2 separate regions of the Hordeum vulgare genome follow, and region 1 is linked to region 2. The links are chromatin contacts, called in public Hi-C maps. All regions are on one chromosome and are shown on one strand. Each heading gives the region's core, a stretch centred on a gene start, on an enhancer-like site or on the middle of the called end of the contact. The rest is flanking DNA. Distances are from core to core; before and after follow the strand shown. Region 1 holds the start of LOC123447760 (probable pre-mRNA-splicing factor ATP-dependent RNA helicase DEAH4). Region 2 holds the start of LOC123447759 (probable inactive leucine-rich repeat receptor-like protein kinase At3g03770).

The links. Hi-C and Micro-C count contacts between places; a contact is called where the count stands out from the background.
Region 1: a Hi-C map of leaf shows a contact between it and region 2, with 8 times the contacts expected there. The contact joins the promoter of LOC123447760 here to the promoter of LOC123447759 in region 2. A contact is called at or near these places in 4 of 6 Hi-C or Micro-C datasets (leaf and seedling) and 1 of 1 datasets of contacts at active chromatin or transcription factors (embryo).

What each region holds. Positions count from the first base shown.
Region 1 is chr4H:37,243,838-37,246,818 of MorexV3_pseudomolecules_assembly, reverse strand. LOC123447760 (probable pre-mRNA-splicing factor ATP-dependent RNA helicase DEAH4) reads right to left here and starts at 1,292. Exons shown (of 16, transcript XM_045124413.1): 1 at 1,063-1,292; 2 at 580-672; 3 at 393-497. The coding sequence starts at 1,292.
Region 2 is chr4H:36,788,403-36,791,368 of MorexV3_pseudomolecules_assembly, reverse strand. LOC123447759 (probable inactive leucine-rich repeat receptor-like protein kinase At3g03770) reads left to right here and starts at 1,522. Exons shown (of 8, transcript XM_045124411.1): 1 at 1,522-1,851; 2 at 2,675-2,966. The coding sequence starts at 2,922.

The DNA.
Region 1 (2,981 bases), core at 43-2,542, 460 kb before region 2:
GCATTTGTGCTAGCGCTTGGCAAACTGTACTTCAATAAAAAATAAGTTGTGCTAGGTAGTGGTGGCTATCACTTAAAAATTTGGATGGTCGCAGAAAAGTACAACAGTCAAATAATGAATCTTGCATAAAACTATGCTGTCAACAAAGATTATCGACTATATTTAATAGGGTAATGACTTCATGGCCTATTTTTGGTTATAAGCTTACCCTTTTTAACTTGAGAGGTTATATTATAGTAATGATGCCTCTATAGTAATACATAAAAAATGCTACAATTATATGATTTGGGTTTAGGAACATGCTACAGAAGTATATGTCAAAACTTGATTTAAAAAACTCTAAATTACGATAAAGATTCTTATAAATCGGTTTAACATAAAGATAGTCATACGTGTTCAAGCTACGTTCATGAGCTTCGTCCAAGATAATTACTGAGTATTGCTTCAACTCGGGGTTTGAAAGGCTTTCCCGCAGAAGAACACCATCTGTTAGGTACCTGCAAATTGATTCAAAATATTCAATCCAAGAACTCAGGACATACTTAAGTTACAAGAGTATTCAAGCTTTCTAAAGCTTACTTGATCTTAGTCTTTTCTGAAGTTCGGTCTTCAAACCGAATAGCATAGCCAACTTCTTCCCCAATTGAGACACCGAGCTCTTGTGCCACCCTCCTGAAAATTACTGAAGTTACTCTCTGCATTTCAGGTACCATACAGGGCAGTTCCTTCTAGTTCTAGGTGTTTATGCTCTTAATGTATTTTCTGTGCAACAAAATGATACTCCAATCGAACATTATGTTCGTACACTGTAATTTGTAACATAATATCAGAGTTTGGTATCTATTTCTTGATACACAATCGATCCGATTGCATCCTCCTCCCAATCCAGCCAATTGACCTAACTGCGCCCTCGCAGCTCACAGGGAAGACAAAAATGGTAGCATGATACATCAGGAAGTAGGACCACATGCTCCCTGCCTCCCTGGCGCCTGCATCCCACGCGACTAGCCCACACTCTAGCAAATTTAACTGCGCACGCACGCTTGGGAGAGAGGGGAGCACCTGGAGACTGATACGGCCGCGACACGGCGGGGCTGGGTGACCGCAATAGCACCGCGGCGGGTGTAGCCTCGACGGTGGAGGATCTGGGAGAGCTGGGTGCTCTTGCCGGAGCCGGTCTCGCCGATGACCACGATCACCGGGTTCGCCTCCACGGCAGCCACGATTTCGTCCTCGTGCTCCGAGATTGGCAGCACCGGCGGCCCCGACGGCGACGGCGACGTCGACGGCATCTCAGAAGGAACCGAGGTGCTAGGGTTTAGCTTTTTTTTTTTTAGCTACTGGGCTGCGCAGAGGGCAAGCAGATGGTCGACGGCTTTCAAAGTTCAATCGTGCGTGGTTCGGGCGCGTCTATTCCTCGCCCTGCTCTCTTATGTGGGCTGGGCCCATTCCCCATTCCAAGAAAATATTTAAGAAGTTTATATTGTATTTATGAATTTTAGATAATATTCTCTTTTGAAAAAAATGTAAATAAATATTAAAAAGAGTTCATGAATTGTTTTTAAAACGTCATTGGATCTTTTTCCCTGGTCATAATTTGAAAAGTGTTCTTGAAATTTAAAAATACCCATGAATTTATTCATAAAATCATAAATTGTTTTAAGAATGTTCATGGATTTTTTTAAAAAAAATCGTGAATTTTGAAATAAAAAAATCAGAAGGAAAAAAGGTAAGAAAGAAACAAAGAACCGGTAGATTAGCAACACTGAAAGTCGTGACAACGATGACGAGGACAACATGGCCGAAGCAGGGTTCTTGGATTTATCTTTTCTTTACCTTTTTGTTTTGAGCTATTGGGCTAACCCAAGAGAGCAGAGCAGATGGTCGATCATAGTCCATTCCAAAGTTCAAGCATATGTCCTATTGGGTTGGCTAGTCCTATAATAAGTACTAAATTTTTGCTTTACATTGGATGTAAGAGAAAAGATTGGAGGAATTTAGATTGGAGGAATCTATAAGAGACGAAAATGCTCTTTGGACGAGCTCCATGTAGCTCGTAATCTGGCGCAGGTCTTTATTGAGATCAGGTGTAGCCCGGTGTCACTCTCACGTATTCACCTGATCGCTTTTTACACACCACCCTATTCTCCATTTATAAACAGTACTATCACATGTTAGCCACGCCACCCTAGCAGCGCACGCACACGTGCCATGTTCAAGCCCATTATGTTCCATTGTGCACACGCCAGCCTTTTTCTTTTTCTTCATTTTCATTTTCTTTTTCTTTCTTTTCCTGTTCTTTTCTTTTCCCTATATGTTTCTCCCCCCTTATCACTTTCATATTTTAAGTTTTTTAAATATAACATTTCAAATAGATAATTTTCTGAAAATGATATATTAAAATTTTAATATATGTATAGTTTCAAATATGTGACACACATTTTTTAAGTATGTGACAAAAAATTTAAATATGTCATGCACAAGTTTCGATATTGCATGGATATTTTTCTGAATAAGCGATGACCATTTTTTGAATATGTGGTGAATATATGTGTAAATATATGATGAACATATTTCATATACACGATGAACGTTTTTCAAATACGTGATTAATATGTTTCTATATACCCGACTAACATTTTCCAAATACATCGTAAACATTTTTCTGATATGTGATGAACATTTTATAAATGTATGATGAACTTTTTTGCATATGCAATGAATATTTTCCAACGCACGGTGAACATTTTTGGATACACACGATCATTTTAAAAATTATAAGTATTTTTTAAATACAGTTCTATATACACGATGGACAATTTTCACATACGTGACCAACATTTTTTCTGAATACATTACGCTGTTTTCGATGTGCGATGAACATTTTTTGCAACACCTTTGAAAAGTTTTCGTTCTTTGAATATATATTTTCAAAATGAATGAAATATAAAAACCGTAAATATTTATGTACAAGTAGAGGA
Region 2 (2,966 bases), core at 273-2,772:
AGATTCCAAACCCAAATCGAGGCACTGTCCTAGTCAGAGACAAAAGAGTGTGTTCCAGCCACCCACCGCTTTGCCTCTCGCCGTCCACAAGACCTAGAGGAACAAACATCACCACCGCCATATAGCCCGTCGGAGAGCCAACCATGCGGACCACCTTCCAGGGTCGCCGTCCTGTCATCCAAACTACGAGACATCGCCACTCGCCCACTCCACAATGTAAAAAATGCGGCAGAAAAAGCCCGATATCGGCCCTAGAGCCTGGGTCGACGCCACCACCGTAGGGGTGCCTAAGCCTGCGATCCTCTCCCTTCTTGGTGGACCGAGGGGAGATATGATCATGTGGTTGCCGACGACCGTCATAGAGTCATCAACTCACATGATGCCACATTCGCGAGCTTTAACACCGATCCAACGCCCGGCCATCGCTATCCCAACCACCACCGTCACGATCCTTCACTGACGCCATAACGTGTAGATCCCCCCCCCCAATCGACCAGCAAGCTCCTGCCTTGGCCTGACCTCGTGCAAGGAGCAACTGATCACGGACGGATGACCATGTTAAACTCCTACACCGTCGACCAATCCACGACCCTAGCCCACTACCAGGCATCGCACCGGCGGGAGGCGGGCGCCGCCCCATCATATCTAGACAACCCAGATCCCGACGGGGGCGGTCAGGCAGCCGGCAACTCCCGTCACCGAACAACAACACCCGTGCCCGCCCCGCCCCATCCGACTCCTCGCGCAACACCCTGCCAAGGGCTCCATGCCATGCGCACATCCCCGCAACCCCCATGCTCGAGAGAGGACCCAATGGCCACCGACGTCGCCAGCAGCCGAGAGGCATCATCCCCCGTCTAGGCTTTGCCCAGCGGCGCGCTCCGACGACAACGAGGAGATTAGAGGCGGCGACGGCGACGATGACTACTTCTAGGGTTAAGGGGGGAGGGGTGGCATGAGTCTGGGCGCTCTAAATGCTAATGTTGGCTTTCCAATTCCACAAAGCCTCTTGGTTGGTCGAAGGATGGTGTGCATAGAACAACACAGATTTTCATTTGAACCAAGAATGGACACCCTTCTTTTATGCATCTACTACTAGCGTGAAAAATACAAGGACAAACTCCTTGGTAGCGTCCAACCAAAACCGTGGACCATAGGCAACGATCAGATCACACACACAGATCAACCCATCTGCCAAGACTTACGGCAAAATTCCACTGCTTCGGCAGAGCGCAGACGATCCCAGACGAGACGGCTGCCTGCCTTCACTCCCCCCGCACCCGCAGCCACCGCTCCCAGAGGCGCAGTCGGCAGTCAAAAAAGACATTAAAAGCGGGTTACTCTGCTGCCCCAACCACTCCGCCTCCGGCTCGTGCTTTCATTGCTCGCTCGGCCCCGTCTCCCGAGTAAGTAAAACCAGTAACAATGGAGGATGGCTGCTGCTCGATTCATCTCTCCCCTTGGTGAGGTGAGGTGTAGCGGTAGGCAGCAGCTGGGCAGGAGTAGCGTTGGCTCGGCTGTGCGAGCGTCTGTCACCCCGCCGACGGGCCATTAATCGCTTGCAGGTGGAGGCCCGTCGCCGGCTCTCGACTCGCTTGCTGGGGGAGGCGGGTGAGAGATCCCCATGTGCTGCGCATTGGGGCGCTCTCGCCACCTGCGTTTCTCTCCCTGAGGCAAGCAAGCAGCAGCAGCAGCAGCCATCGTCTCTCGCGCCGCGGGCAGCCGCGCGTCTCACCTGCCCCGCCTCTCCCTCCCTCCATTCTTGCCCGCTCCTGACCTTGGGTGTGAGCAAGGAGGAGGGGAAGCTTCTGCGGCGGTGGTTCTTGGGAACCCCCGGCGGCCGGCATTCAGGTCAGAGGTTCTCTGCGGTGCTTCCGTTCTTGTTACTCCTGTTTCTGTTTGTGTGTGTGTGTGTGTGTGTGATTCTGCCATGTTTCTGTGTGTGATTTGAGTGAAGTCTATGCATTTTCCATTTCCCCCTGTAATGCTTCCATTTTGAAGAAAAAAAATTGTGTGTGTAAATAATACTGTGGAAGAGAACATCCAAAGCTGAAAGATGCACACAACGAGATTATTACAATTTTCCTTTCCCTACCGCAAATTTGTTTTGCCTTCAAGTTTGCTTCCTTCGTTGCCTGTTTCTTCTTCTTCAAGTTTTTGCTTGCAAGCTCAGATTCGTACAGTATCTTACGTGTTCGTCATTTTCCCCCCTTCTGGTTTTTGCTTGCAAGGGGAGTCTTAACATTCCTCCAAAAATTAACCAAAGAGTTTGAGATATCTGCATTTGAAGTAGGATATGTTCAATTTACTGTAGTTGCTGCTGTGCAATTATTGAAAATCAATGCTCCCCCCTGTAGTTGTCACAGCATGTCATTTTCTTTGTCGGGTCCAAACAGTTTTAAAGGCCTGCACCTTCAAATATATTTTTACTGCTAACGAGTAAAAATTATCCACCCTGCTTTTCTTGTTCAAATTCAAACTGGACTACACTTTGTTTGAGATTTGCTGCGTCCCGCCGCCAAAATAGTTTGAGGTGTTTTCACGGTGAGCGATATCATGCCAATCAGCTTCTGTGACAGATTTGCTATCCTTCTCTTAGGATAAGACACATTTGCTTTTGGCCTTCATTATTTCATCCTCACCAACTTACTGAAAATTGTTAATTTTCGCGCAGGAAGCTGTACTGTGAGATCAATAAAAGCAAAGTTCTTTCAACGAGCAATTTTGCTGCTGCAATTCTCCATCCTGCCTTTCAACGAGCAATTTTGCTGCTGCGATTCTCCATCCTGCCTTTCAGTACCAAAGTCCTGGCTGAAACTCTGAAACTCCTGGCTGAGAAATTGGAAAGCGCACAACTTGCCAAGATACACAGGCAGACAGTTGAAGTAAGATACAGTCTTGGGCACAAAGCTTTGGCTCCAATGGCTTGGCAGTTAAGTGCCCTTGTGATGGCCATAACCTGTTTG